Linked DNA regions of Oncorhynchus mykiss: region 1 is linked to region 2. Evidence: chromatin contacts called from public Hi-C data. All regions are on one chromosome and are shown on one strand. Each heading gives the region's core, a stretch centred on a gene start, on an enhancer-like site or on the middle of the called end of the contact. The rest is flanking DNA. Distances are from core to core; before and after follow the strand shown. Region 1 holds the start of rrp15 (RRP15-like protein). Region 2 holds the start of LOC110490115 (WD repeat-containing protein 26).

Region 1 (2,702 bases), core at 131-2,630, 180 kb after region 2:
TTACTAAGTCTGGTTTCTCTCGACACATCATCTCCCATGCTCGCTTTTTATCCGTCTGTCAGCCAGGAAAAAAGTAATTATGCACACACATACAGGCAAGCTGTACTGAATAAATGTCTAGGGTGCAAGTCAACTCCAGCTGAATTGATCTTAGGCCATTTCTGTTATCAGGCAATCATCTATCTGATTTCAATAACCAGCATCAGTTTAAGACCGGTTTTCATTAAAGCAAGAAATTGACATACAGGTAGGTACATCCAAAAACAATCAAGTAGGACTATGCACACAAACATTTACAGACATGAAAAAACACACAGTACCTGTTTCTTCCTCTCCAGATTCTCCTTCTTCTCCTTCTCCTTCATTTTGTCCAGCTGTTTGTTCTTCAGCAGGATGCTGGGTTTGCTCTCCGGTGTCTTCTTCTGCAGAATCTTGGCCATGGCCTCCGCCCATCCAGCATTGGGGTTGGTGTCTACATCATCTACTTCCCTGTTGCCTTCACCATCTTCTTTCTCCCCTTCACTCTCCCCATCCTCCTCTTCACTTCCTTCAACCTCTGATCCCTCTCCATCGCTCCCTCTGTCAGAATCATCACTCTCAGCGCTGTGGTCCTCCTGGGGCTCTTCTGATGTGTGAAAACAAGGCATTTATCATATTGTCTTATACAAATAATAGCTAGGCCTAATCGGTTGCAAATTCAAAACAATTTAGCTCTGCCACTTCATATCTAGCTTAACCTAATAGACATTTAACACCCTCTAATATTATCATTATTCATGCTTCTCTGTAAAACACTAGCTACAATCTATTGATTCATTAACTATTAACTATATTAACTATTGATTCGATCAAATGTGTGGCTTACAGACAGCTTTCTAGCCAATTATCTAAGTTAGCTCCATATGTTAGCCAAGTTACATCGCATAGTCTAGCTAACGTTAATGCCGTTTGACGTTTCAAATGCAGAGTGAAGACGAATGAAAGCAAGTACTGTAGCTAGCTAGTTAGTTGATCTGTACTTAACTTCATAGGGTTTAATGTAAATGTAACTTTTTAGATACCTAACGCTAGCCAACTATGCCTAACGTGCAGCCATATATTATCTGATCATGCTAGTGCCAATGCTATAGCTAGCCTAGCTACCAGCTTGGGTCTGGGAGAGACAAACGATACAAGGTTAATCATCTCGCTAGCTGGCTACTTCTTTTGAACAATTCTAAGAAAAATACTTCGTGTACCTAACATCCCTGCTGAGTTCTCCACATGTGCCTTTTCCACAGATGCCATTATTGTGCAGCACTGAAACTACTCCGTGAATAAAGTTCCGTTCCGTGTAAAAAGTTCCCACTTGACTTGACCTTAGTCCAAAGGCCGGCAGATGGCGATATTGAGCCGTTTCCTCTTACCGCCCAAAGGGAACACATGCAGCCAGCTATACACTTGTATCCTTAGTGGACCGGTTCATACATAAAACATTCTCCAATCCGACTACAAAGGCGTCGATTTTCCTCCTTAACTAAATTTTATGGATAAAAAGCTGTGAAAGCTGGTAAAATATACATACTTTCTTTATGAAACACCATTTCCACCACCTTGCTAGTGGCTAATGCCTAGGAATGCTAGATCCGGATGTTGCGAATCACGTTCACCCATTCAGGTTGCAGCAGTCTGTTGTTTACCCCTGGCTGAACGAGGGGTGCAACATCAGGAAGTAGCATTAGCCACTCTAGCATGGTGGTGGAAAATGGTGTTTCATAAAGAAAGTATGCAGCCTGAATGGAGAATGTTTTATGTACGAACCAGTCCACAAGGGATATTAGTGTATAGCATACTTCAATATCGCCATCTGCCGACCTTTAGGGTAACTTGACTGAAAATGATCATGGGTTGACTTGACTGACTCCGTGATATTTTTAGCTACACAAAAAGAACTGCCTGCATGCCACCCTGAGGGTCTTTTACTGTTCCAAACACACACACACAATTTTGTCAAGTATATTGCACAATCCAGATGTGCACAGCTCTTTGGGATTTACTCAAAAAGACTTACAGCTTTAATCACTGATTACGGTGTTTATAACATGTTTTGACTCGGGATGCATATTTATCCAATCAATATGTATTATTGTTTTATCTTTTTATGAATTTCTATGTTAGAATAATTTTTCCACTTTAAAATGTTTCTGCTTGGAATATTTTGTGTAGATCATGAAAAAAATCTAAATTAAATCAATTTGAATCCACTTTGTAACACAATGAAATGTGAAAGTCCAAGGGGGTAATACCTATAGGCACTGTAGGTTAATAACGTAAACATATATTATGTTTTGTACTTTCTTAAACCGGTGGACTGTGAATATGTGAGAAAATGTATAGACGACTATAACCACAGACGTTGTTTGGTTCAGATTTGGTCCGGTCTGGACCGGCCCTGATTTGGCCCAAACATAGACTTGCCTAGGGTTGGTTCCGATTTGGTCCTGCCTGACAGAATTGGGTCTTGTTAAGGGCTAGAGCACATTAAAAAAATACCCAGAGTGCTTTGCAAGTGTTCATTTTTGTATTTACATGGTGGTCATTTAGCAGACGCTTTTATTGAGAGCAATTTACAGTCAGTAAATTGGATCCAGGTGCGTCTGTCGTCACTGTCACAGCTGCAACCTAACTATTTAACATTACTGAGTGAGTAGTTATTGTACATC
Region 2 (2,700 bases), core at 60-2,559:
TCAAATATGTAGACATATCTTTAACGTTGGAGGCAAATGTTGTGACCGTTCAATTTTCTAATTTCTTTAACGAAACAGATCGATCTCACGTGACCTTGTGGCTTGATTGACATGCAAATACTATCGAGTAACCAAACATTCTCAAAGCATTCTGGACTAGATTTTCCAGTTCCCATGGTCTTGGCAACTCCCAAGAGTAATGTCATTATGAGCATATTTTTAATTACACATAAAACATAAGTATGCATATGGCTGATGATTAGGGAAGTGTTGTTTCTTTAGGCTACTTAACGAGAAAACTGCATGTTCTTGTCATTTCATGAAGTCCCATTTCTGGACCCCAAAGTAACTAGCTTCCTACCAAGACTAGCTAAATTGTGTAATAATGGGCCATCTTTCTCCCTTCATCAATTTTCTAAAGGACCCGTGCTGTATTCTATTTACCTCTACAAAGCCCCTCTGTTTATCTCACCGAACTAGTCGCTGTCAACATGATGACTTGCTTTATTCGCGTTTATTATGAAGAACATGATTTAGCATCAGCTGACAGCTAGCTAGGAAGCGAACGTTAGCTAACGTTACTTACTTAAGTCCTAAATCGTGTAAATGTTGCCCTATAAGTCTAATGACATCTTCCTCTGACTGAGAAAGACGTTTCTTCTTTTTCACGGAGTTTGCATCCGAAGACACGGTGTTGTTGGATGCTGCTGGGGCTGGGATACCGTCGTTGTTACTGACAGAGTTCCCATTGTTTGTTGTGGATAGTCCATTAACGTTAGTGTGAGCTTCCCCGGCGGAGGACGACTCTCCGTTTTGCGCACTGTTGTTTAGGCAGGACAGCTCCGAATCTTGACCCTGCCCTGCCCCGTTGGCCTGCATGTTATTAATGTTGATGTGGGCTACACTGTGAGGCTTGAATCGAATGATAGGAGCAACGGGTGAATTGGGAAAAGTTCAAATCCCCACAACTGTAGACAGGGCCGCTGACCCAATTGCAGCCCCAAGCCCCCCTGCTCCCTCCGCCACCGAAGCTCGGTATTTCTTTCGCAGTGGCGGCGACGCTCCGACGGTTTCTGAGTCGGAGGAAGCGGAGGCCAGAGTTAATTCTCCGAGGGTGTTGGTGACAGAATGATGTAAAGTTGGGGCTAGCAAAGGTGTCAGAGACGAGACAATAACTCGTTTTATCGCTGAGCTTCTCTTGTTATTGTTGCTCTCCAGACAGCTGCAGACCCATTATGGATATTGAGACGCGGTGACGTCACCGGAAATTCCGACACTCCCTTGTGTCCGGGTAGTCCATAGGTGGTGCCCTTGAAGATCATACTGAACTGTTTGTTTCACAAGTTAATATACCTTTTTAAATGTATATGTATTTGTTTTATATTTTAATTGTTTAATTATCTCTCGGGAAAAATATAACTTGTTTAATATAAATCTTCAGTTTAAACAATAACATCGCCCGTCCTGTATGTAACCACGGTAGCCAAACGCAACCACTCTCAAATTCATAGAGCTATGTCTGCATGGACTGACCATCCATGACGTCAAAATTATAGAATTAACCAGTTGAGGCTGTACAGCTTTTGTTTCAAATTACATTGTTTACAAACACTGGAGTAAAACAGCTTATATTTTCAGTTCTGATGGAGTATGACAATTGACCTAAGATCATGAGACAATATGTTATATTCTTCAATAATCAATGGATTATTATTATATATACCATTAATTTAAGTCTAAAAATGGAAGTTCAATTGCAGGTTGCCCCTCTAAGTTTTTTTCAAGGTACATCAAAAAGGGGAACTCTTCTCAGTAAGCAAAATGAATTCAAATGTATTTTCAACATATTGTGCTCATTGGGTTCTGCAATTTCTGCATGCAATGGATCAGACATCACACTCTCACACATATGCAACAACTTTATGCTATCCAAAGAGGAGACAACAGACCTACCCAAAACACACTGAATAAAGAAAGTATTAGAGACAATGGTTTAAATTCTTTTTTTTTATCAATACACTTGAAAATGACAAATCATTTAAATTAAATACATTATTAACTTAACTTTAAACTCAAACACAAATAGTTTACAGACCATTCAAAGTGCCATTTTATTCCCAAGCCTGAGGTTCTTTAAAATACAAATCGAGAAACAGCAAAGACCTGCATTTTGGCCACATTTTCAGGGACCAAAGCCATTCCTTCAACATTGGCACTTTTACATTGGTTTAAAAAAAGGAAATCTGTCCCTGACATCTGCAATAAATTAATTTAATGAACAGTAAACTGTATGTACAACTCAGACTCATTAGTCCTTTATCCCTTCACTTTAAATATAATCTCAGAATGAATGAAACTTAGTTATAAAAATATTAATTAAAGGGCCAGCAATGTTTTAATTTGTGTTAGGGGCAAGCGAGGGTAGCGGGTTGTAGAAGAATAAACTATTGCACTTTCATCCAATTTTGGAGAAAAGACACTGATGGGGATACAATACGAGCAAAATAAACATACCCGCATCTGCAATACTGTTCACCTTACATACAGTCAAACAAACAAACATATGGTGCTTTGAAAAAGTACGTTTGCACATTTTTCATACTGAATTTGATCAGATCTTCAACCAAAACCTAATATTAGATCATGGGAACCTGAGTGAACAAATAACACAACAATTACATACTTATTTCATAAACAAAG

Evidence for each region. A called contact is a pair of places that touch in the nucleus more often than the background predicts.
Region 1: a contact with region 2 is called in a Hi-C map of liver, with 5 times the contacts expected there. The contact joins the promoter of rrp15 here to the promoter of LOC110490115 in region 2. A contact is called at or near these places in 2 of 3 Hi-C or Micro-C datasets (blood and liver).

Annotation. Positions count from the first base shown.
Region 1 is chr2:43,235,438-43,238,139 of USDA_OmykA_1.1, forward strand. rrp15 (RRP15-like protein) reads right to left here and starts at 1,381. Exons shown (of 5, transcript XM_021563355.2): 1 at 1,239-1,381; 2 at 321-625; 3 at 1-55. The coding sequence starts at 1,287.
Region 2 is chr2:43,054,960-43,057,659 of USDA_OmykA_1.1, forward strand. It overlaps LOC110490115 (WD repeat-containing protein 26), which reads right to left and starts at 1,310. Exons shown (of 14, transcript XM_021563298.2): 1 at 587-1,310. The coding sequence starts at 879. LOC110490105 (adenylate cyclase type 3) reads right to left here. Exons shown (of 21, transcript XM_036949002.1): 21 at 1,993-2,700.